Linked DNA regions of Mus musculus: regions 1 and 3 are each linked to region 2. A link is a contact called in public Hi-C and HiChIP or PLAC-seq data. All regions are on one chromosome and are shown on one strand. Each heading gives the region's core, a stretch centred on a gene start, on an enhancer-like site or on the middle of the called end of the contact. The rest is flanking DNA. Distances are from core to core; before and after follow the strand shown. Region 1 overlaps Magi2 (membrane associated guanylate kinase, WW and PDZ domain containing 2). Region 2 overlaps Magi2 (membrane associated guanylate kinase, WW and PDZ domain containing 2). Region 3 overlaps Magi2 (membrane associated guanylate kinase, WW and PDZ domain containing 2).

Region 1 (2,700 bases), core at 32-2,531, 130 kb before region 2:
CTGTTGTACAAACATCTTTTTGATGCCCTGATGAACGTTAGGAAGGAAATGAAACAGCGCTGTCCCCCACGACAGTTCTCTAAGAATCAAATCTGCTCCTGTGACTCCACTCTCTGAGGCACCTTGCAATTAAATTAAAATGACAAATCCTTCCTGAATGGTAGACCAACAGTCATTTAAAACCAAAACCAGGTGCTTCTCAGGGCTAGAGAGACGGCTCAGCAGATAAGAGCACTGGCTGCTCTTCCAGAGGACATGGGTTCAATTTCCAGCATTCACATGGCAGCTCACAACCAAATGTTACTCCAGTTCCAGGGGTTTGATACCCTCCTCTGACCTCCATTGACACTGAGAGTGCCCATAGTGCACGTGCATACCTGCAGGTAAAACAGCAAACTAGTTTCTCTTAGCTCCCAGCTTGCTCTCATATTGCCACACCATTATGCCTGCTTCATTTTGGGAGCATTGATTAGGTTTATCCAATTAACATCCAATTAATAAAGTGTATTTTGTAACATGGGATGCAAATGAGCAAAACTTCCAACACCTCTATTGAGATTTAGCACTCACAGTTTGTCAGCCTGATATTATTGGATTTGATTCAGACCGTACAAACCAATTTCAGTGAAAATCTCAGTTGATTTGTTTATTCTTTCAAACTACCTTATTGAGTAAGATGTGGCTATCACCTAAAATAAGAAATGGGCCACTTAAAAAAAAAAGTCTATTCCTCACCTATATGGAGTGAATTAATACTTCTAGACTGGCAAAATACCATAAGACAAAACTGTAGCTCTTTTAAAAAAAAAATTCAGTCATCCCCTAAGGTGGTTGTCTGCACTGGCAGAATAGCAGCGTCTCCCAAAGATCTTTAGATCCTGTGTTATCTAGATTCCTACGCAAATCTTTCCCAGACCAACTAGAGGTGAAGTAAACAAAAACTTCCATTGGTGGGCCCTTTCTATGTTTGTTCTTTTTAACGTGTGTGTGTGTGTGTGTGTGTGTGTGTGTGTACATAAATGTCTATGTGTGATGCAAGAGCATGCATACTCTGGAACACACTTGTAAGGAGCAGAGGACAGCCTCTGGTTTGTCCTCTCCTCCACATTGTTTGAGGCAGGGCTTGTCTCTCTTTGTTGTTTACTCTTGTGCACTCCAGCTGGCTGGAGAACTTCCGGGGGAGTCTCCGTCTGTCTCCCGCTGACTCATAGGTGCGCAGTACCGATCCTAGAGAAGATGTGCGGTTATATGGGTTCTAGGGATTCAACTTAGATCCTCTTGGCTGCACAGCAAGTCCCTCATCCACTGAGCTATCTCCCCAGCTCCTTTATAAATACTTCCAGTGAGTCATATGCCTGGGATGATTTAAGAATCTGTCTGCTTGGTTTCCTATCATCTTCAGTCTGTTACTATGCAACCAAGAGGCTGATATATGAAAGTTGTCGTTGTCTCTGGGACTTGAAGCCATAATAAGAGAAAAACAAAAGCAAGTACCAAATTCAGAGGAGGCTAATGCAGGGGGTTGGAGTCAGGGATTCCCTGTGCTTTGGGAAAGACTAACAATGGATGAAGACCTAGTGGATTCCATAGATCTGTAGCCCTTCAAATGCTCTCTGTACCTAGAGGGAAGATCAAGGAGCTAGATGCCTGCTCCTTGGGAAGCATTCAGTAAGGCCTTTCCTAAATCACTGAGTTTCTGTGCATTTTCATGTGCATTTCAGGGGAGCCCTGCCCAGAGAATGGGAGGAGTCCAGGCTCTGTATCAACTCACCACAGCTCTCCGCGCAGTGACTATGCCACCTACTCCAACAGCAACCACGCCGCCCCCAGCAGCAATGCCTCACCTCCTGAAGGCTTTGCCTCACACAGCTTGCAGACCAGTGATGTGGTCATTCACCGCAAAGAAAACGAAGGGTTTGGCTTCGTCATCATCAGCTCTCTGAACAGGCCTGAGTCTGGAGCCACCATAAGTAAGTGACTGGCTTGTCTGTGTTCAGATAAGAGGGATATATATATATATATATATATATATATATATATATATATATATATTCTAATGATAGAGATACCAGAAGAGTATAGACCAGAATAGCTATGAATATACTGAATGGCCTAGAAATCTCAGGCTATGAGCAAAAGAAACATAAACCGCTCTTAACACCGACTAGCCAAATATCATGACTTAGGTTCAAGAACAATGCAAGACCATGTGCTGCAAACACTCAGCGCTATCAAAGCTATTAGTTCATTTGTAGGTAGAGTAAAATAAAAGAGAGTGGTGTGTGGCCATACAGCTGTGGGAGGAGGTGTGTACCATCTTCATGGGTCGGTGCGGGAATGTCCCTTATGAGAGCTGTTCCGGAGGATAAACCAGAGGTAGAAAGGAACTAGCAGGAGAGTGTTCATGCAGAAGCCTTCAGAGGAGGAGGAGGTCCGGATCAAGAAGGATGCAGGCGGCCAGGGTGGTTGTGCTGCAGTCGGCCGGAGAGAATGGTGTGGACAGCCCCTTCGAGTAGATGGAAGCCAGGAGGTGCAGGCTCCATGTGCAAGCTCGGTATGCACACCCCGTATGAGAGTGCAGCCATGTTGCCTTCTCAGTACTTGGAAATTTGTGGAAGGTTTTGAGCAATGAGATGCCTTTTTTTCTTAAAGATGTCTGTATAAAATTAAATGGAGGTTGGGAGAAAACAAAACTGGAAA
Region 2 (2,700 bases), core at 176-2,675:
TACACATCTCAACTTTAAAACAAAGCAGGCTCCTGGTATTCATGAGCTGGGCGGACTCAAGATCACTAACCTTACCACCTACTAGTGGAAAAGAATCAACAGCCACCCAGAACTCAATATAAATGTGGCTTCTTTGTGTCCCACTCATATACTAATTCCTTAGAGAAAATAACATTCTGAGAATTATAAAACTTAAGATCTTTTCAAAGGTCATGAGACATTTTCCTCACAAATATCAAGGGTTCCTGTATTGAATTTCCCTGCTTGATTTTGCCTTGGGGTAAGAAAATTCCAGGGAAATGTTATTGCTGGTGGTCATAACTAACTCACTGAATCCAACACATCTGCCCCCTACTTGGTTTCCGGCCAGTGTTTTGTTTTATGTTATATATACTTTTTTGGAAAGTCAACATAGTTGCTTGGAAGGCAACAGAGTAAATCCTCAATGGCCTTAAAGCTAGGCTTTCTAGAATCAGTCCCGTTTATCTTAGTCTAGGAGCCATCCATGTTAAAACTACAAAAAAAAAAAAAAAAAAAAATCAAAGACAATGATTTTCTTTTCGGGCAAGAAAGCAATGATAGTTTTCAGATGAATCAATCCAAATCCCAAGGTTATTAGGCAATTGCTGAGAACTATGCTTTGAGCGACACCTAACGGCTGAGAAAATCACACACCCAACTCCTTTGAGGAGGACTCAGATCCATCCCAAGAATCGCAGAAGGCCTGCTAAAAACAGAGGAGCACCTGGTCTCTATACTGCTGGGACCTGCTGGGCTGGGTCGCTGGGCAACTTGTATTTCCACAGTGAGGTCTGAGAACCGGTGATTTATTGCCAAGTCAGTGGCCATGCTAGGCGTGACCCCAGAAATTAAGAGCAGACTGAGGCAAAGGGATTAGGCCCGAGCTGTGCCTTGAACTCTTGAGCGATGGCTGCCCGGGACGGGTGGGGGACGGAACCCCGGGGTGCGGCTGGCTGCCCTCTGGGCAGTTGAGGGATGTGGCGGGGCCCTTGAGAGCAGCCGCCTGGCTGCCAGCCCGGGTCCCCGGCATGGGGGTGGGGGAGTTAGCTGGAGCGCGGGGACGCGGCGCGCCCTAACGCCTGTGCTTCCTGTCCACAGACGAACCCCACGCCTGGAGTGCTGCCGCTGCCGCCGCCCCAGGCCTGCCGGAAGTAGGCGTCTCCCTCGAAGACATCCTCTCTCCATTCTCTCCATCACATCCAGCCCCACCCTCCGACCCTTCCCACCAGATAGGCCCAGACCCAACTTGGGATATCCAAAGGGAACACGACGTTAGGAAACCAAAGGAGCTTTCGGCCGGCGGCCAGAAGAAGCAGCGCCTGGGGGAGCAGAGGGAGCGCTCGGCGAGCCCGCAGCGCAGTGCGCGGCCCAGGCTGGAGGAGGTGCCCGGCGGCCAGGGGCGGCCCGAGGCCGGCAGGCCCGCCTCGGAGGCGGCCGACGGGAAGGAGGCGCTGCGCGGCCGGCGTGAGGGCCTCGGGGCCGCGGGCGCGCGGGAGGCCGAGGCCAAGGTGGGTGTGCGCTCGGGGGCCCGACCCGCAGCGCGGCCCACGGGGGGCGGCCCAGCGCGCAAGGCGACGATGGCGCCGGGGCCCTGGAAGGTGCCGGGCTCCGACAAGCTGCCGGGCGCCCTGCAGCCTGGCGCCTCGGCCGCGGGCAGATGAGCCCCAAGGCGAGGGGCCCCCGCCCGCCTCCACGCAGGCCGATCTTCCTGGGTTCCGTCTCACGGCGTTTTAATTTATTTCCACTGTCACACGCATAGATCTATACGAGGCGCCGAAGCCCGGGAGCGCCGGCGTGCGACGCGCGTAGGCGGCACGGCACGGTGTGCGCGCAGGCAGACCTAAACTGATCCTAAAGCCCCCGGTTCCATGGTGGGAGCTTTGGCAGCTACGGAAGAACCAAAATCACGCAAACATCACAGAGAGACAGTGCAGTGTAGCTTTAGATTCAAAAAGAGAAAAAGAAAAAAGTTCCCCCCACTGCATGAAGGATTTGGATGTCATCCAAACTTTATATCAAGAAACTGGACAAGTTCAGAGCAATCACAAACTGGAATATCGCCTTAAAAAAAAATCAAACTGCACGGAGCAAGCGGAAACTGAGACAAGATTATATCTTTTAATTGATCTAAAGTGTTGTAAATAAATCGTTCTTGACATATCTAGACAGGGGATAAAGGGTTTCTTTGAAACATCCAGAACTGTTCTCCCATGCTACGTTTCCATGGCTCCCCCTTCAGCATCCACCAACGGTATTAGCAGCAGCGTCCCCTGCCTACTGCAGGATGAGTTAGAAACCTAGTGAATTCATTGGTGTGATGCCTTTTTTACTGCCATTTCTGTGGTCAAGTCACATTTCTGTACATTTTCAGTAGTAGGGAAAAAAGGTTTTAAAAATTGTATCCTAGGGAGCAGTTTGCCGTAAGTCAGAATTTTGCAGGTTAGCTCGTAGATCCTAATTGGTTGCCTCTAAAATAATGAGTTTGATAATCAAAAGACCATAATCTGTTTAATCGAGATTGACAACGCTGCAGTTCCTTCCTGAAAAGGCTTCCTGTCATCCCAGGCACTCAGAGATACGTAGCTGCTCTGTTAGCAATCTTCTATTTTACCTATTTGATTGTCTTATTTTAAAGCTCTTCATTTGCACTTTGACAAAGTATTTGTCCTATATTTCTCA
Region 3 (2,700 bases), core at 181-2,680, 210 kb before region 2:
TAGTCGGCCATCACTGGAAAGAGAGGCCCACTGGACACGCAAACTTTATATGCCCCAGTACAGGGGAACGCCAGGGCCATAAAAGGGGAGTGGGTGGGTAGGGGAGAGGGGGTGGGTGGCTATGGGGGACTTTTGGTATAGCATTGCAAATGTAAATGAGCGAAATACCTAATAAAAAATGGGAAAAAAAAAAGAATAAATATCACATATTCACAACAGAAAAAAAAAAAAAAAAGGGAGAACGCAGTCAGAGTGTAAGCACTTATGCGTCTCTTACTTTCTTCTTCTGTCAAAGAATGTAATGTGACCAGTTCTCTCATGCACCCAGTGCTGTGACTTCCCTACTATGGTGAAACTCCGGGCTAAAATAAATTTTTCCTATCCTAAATTACTTGTGTATTTTATCAAAGCAACCAGAAGTAAAACTAAGATGCTAGTTAAGAATGTTGGATTGAACCCTTTAGTTTCCTAAGTCATAGAATTATTACCATGTAGCCAAATTAAAGCTAGTCTTTCACAAATCGAGGACGGGATGGAACAGGGGAAAAGCAAGGGAGCCAATAAATACAGTGTTTATGTTGAAAAAAAAAAAAAGAATGTTGGATTGAAAACTGGGTTTAAAATTATAGCTCAGCCACTCAGCATGTCACTGTGACAGGGAGAAAGTCACTTTTCATCTCTCTCCATCTTTAAATGAGTTCATTTGTGAAGTGGTTGGAGAACCTGGCTTACAGGATTGACGCTTACATGGCGTGTGAAGTGTGCAGTCAAGTAAGAACTCGGAAAATAGGACTTATTTGGAGTTTTCCGTGTTCTTTTCCTTCCATGAAGCTACTGAAGCTGGCAAGCTTGGAAACCTGATTGTTGTGTACAGGAGTTAAAGCAGCTGCTGAAAAGAAAAAGAATCCAACACCAGCTATCTTTCTGTCCCATATAACACACATTGTATTGGACTGAAATACCCAGGCCTGGGGCATATTTTAGGCAAATGTAATGGTGTAAAAAGATATAGTGCATTCATATGCAACTCATATGCAACATAGAGAGCCTAATGCAACTCTCTGCCCTCTTCTGAAGTTCAGGGTTTTTTGAAAAGCTATGCTTAGGGGCTTTTTTATTATTTTTAATTAAATTCATATCTGACATCCATAATCATATTCTATTATCTACAACTTCTGAAATGTAGGATATTAATAATATGAACATCATGAATTTTCAAAACCTTATAATTAGAAAATTGGCCATTGCTTTAATGTTCTCTTTAAAACTAAGCGCTGGCTTATTACACCTCTTGGTTAGGCTTCTGCTGCTCTGAAACTCCCACAGCATCTAACGATCTTTTCATCTAAACGATGCATTTCCTGTACTACTCGGAAGAGTTCTGCGATCTCACAGGCTGGGCTAATCTGAGGGGCTCCCCTAGCCTGAGCTGATGAGCCCTCAGATCAGTCGTGCATGGTGCAGATGAGACATCTGTGGCATGGCTGAACCTCATAAACAAGTGAGCAAATGAAAAACAGGTGGAGGGAGGCTGGAGGCCGGTTATGTGGGAGCTTCCTTCTGGTGACAAAGCAGTGGAGAGGTCAGACAGACTAGCAAAGGGGGAGCCATGTTGAACCTGTCTTGGGAATTTAAAATGCAATGAAGTCGAAAGATCAAGGTCAAAAACTATGATGCAATTAATGAAACACATGGTCACAGAAAAGCTGTGCCATGTGTCATGGTATTCCAAGGAAGAAATACAGGTGCCCAGGGCAGAGGTAGCGTCCTGGAGAGATGGGAATATCAAGCAAGAGATTCAGATTATACAGCTGAAAGCAGCAACCTCCCAAAACAGTGCAAACAATGCCTGGAACAGAGTCAGGGCTCAGCAAAGGTTGCTTCCTAATATAGCAGGACACCGGGGCACTGGGCAAGGATCATGTCCTCATTTTCCAAGGGTTAGCAAAGTGGCCTTACAGTGCATCATTAAATTGCTTAACATGCACCTCTGTAAAGATGAGAGGAGTGAAGCATGTGCTTGCCAGAGTCTACCCCGGATCTGTTCATTCGTACCTCACAAGTTGCGCAAATCCAACATACCTTTTAAACAAAAATATAAATGGATTTTCTCATTTTCAACTAAGATGTTCCCTTTAATGATAATTAAAGGACATAATAGTAACATATATAATAATAACAATGAAAACAACTATTTTAAAATCACATGAAACAGAAAACCAGAGAATACTTTTCTCAGCTTAACAAATAACCCTGGTATTTAGTTATCTAGCAATCATCCATCACATGCTAAAAGCATGTACCTGTTAGTTTGGCAGGCACTAGGTATGCAAAGATAAATCAGACATGCATCTTGCCTTTGAGAAATTTGCCATCAAGCAAGACCACGTACTCAGGGTATACCAGATATCGTGGTAGGGTGCAGCCAGGGTACCACAGAGACACACGAAAGACCGACCGACTAATTCTACCAGAAAAGATAGAATAAATCCATTTCACAGAGCGGGTGGTTCTTGAAGGAAGATGTGAGAAGAATTAGCTTGACGCTAGGCAGAAAGGATAGAGAGACTATATAGCAAAGCTTAGACAGTCTTCAAACATCCTGGATGTCTTAAGAACTGTGTGTGAAATAAGAGGAAGCTAAGATGGGGGGATCAGGGTTTTGTAAACAATAGGCTAGAGCATCGAGCAGGACCAAAT

The links. A called contact is a pair of places that touch in the nucleus more often than the background predicts. HiChIP or PLAC-seq counts read pairs in DNA pulled down with a chosen protein or histone mark.
Region 1: a contact with region 2 is called in a Hi-C map of cortical neurons, with 3 times the contacts expected there. The contact joins two enhancer-like sites. A contact is called at or near these places in 5 of 39 promoter capture datasets (embryonic stem cells, hippocampal neurons, liver and 2 more), 3 of 484 Hi-C or Micro-C datasets (cerebellum, cortical neurons and forebrain), 7 of 115 datasets of contacts at active chromatin or transcription factors (T-cell acute lymphoblastic leukemia, bone marrow-derived macrophages and embryonic stem cells) and 1 of 9 other capture datasets (embryonic stem cells).
Region 3: a contact with region 2 is called in an H3K4me3 HiChIP or PLAC-seq map of bone marrow-derived macrophages, with 3 times the contacts expected there. The contact joins two enhancer-like sites. A contact is called at or near these places in 1 of 15 datasets of contacts at CTCF or cohesin (the NIH/3T3 cell line), 2 of 484 Hi-C or Micro-C datasets (B cells and bone marrow-derived macrophages), 7 of 115 datasets of contacts at active chromatin or transcription factors (bone marrow-derived dendritic cells, bone marrow-derived macrophages, embryonic stem cells and 2 more) and 1 of 9 other capture datasets (embryonic stem cells).

The regions. Positions count from the first base shown.
Region 1 is chr5:20,567,385-20,570,084 of GRCm38.p6, forward strand. It overlaps Magi2 (membrane associated guanylate kinase, WW and PDZ domain containing 2), which reads left to right. Exons shown (of 23, transcript NM_001170746.1): 16 at 1,722-1,970. Among named protein-coding and RNA genes, the nearest start is that of Gm52764, 26 kb to the left of the region's middle. Within about 2 kb of position 1,282, at least 32 of the 459 cell types and tissues checked have an H3K27ac peak or open chromatin away from gene starts, as enhancers often do. A contact at or near this core is called in cortical neurons and hippocampal neurons, where this site is marked.
Region 2 is chr5:20,700,951-20,703,650 of GRCm38.p6, forward strand. It overlaps Magi2 (membrane associated guanylate kinase, WW and PDZ domain containing 2), which reads left to right. Exons shown (of 23, transcript NM_001170746.1): 23 at 1,120-2,700. The coding sequence ends at 1,176. Among named protein-coding and RNA genes, the nearest start is that of Gm52763, 21 kb to the left of the region's middle. Within about 2 kb of position 1,426, at least 415 of the 459 cell types and tissues checked have an H3K27ac peak or open chromatin away from gene starts, as enhancers often do. A contact at or near this core is called in cortical neurons and hippocampal neurons, where this site is marked.
Region 3 is chr5:20,495,656-20,498,355 of GRCm38.p6, forward strand. The region is part of intron 10 of Magi2 (membrane associated guanylate kinase, WW and PDZ domain containing 2); the gene reads left to right. Among named protein-coding and RNA genes, the nearest start is that of Gm52764, 46 kb to the right of the region's middle. Within about 2 kb of position 1,431, at least 19 of the 459 cell types and tissues checked have an H3K27ac peak or open chromatin away from gene starts, as enhancers often do.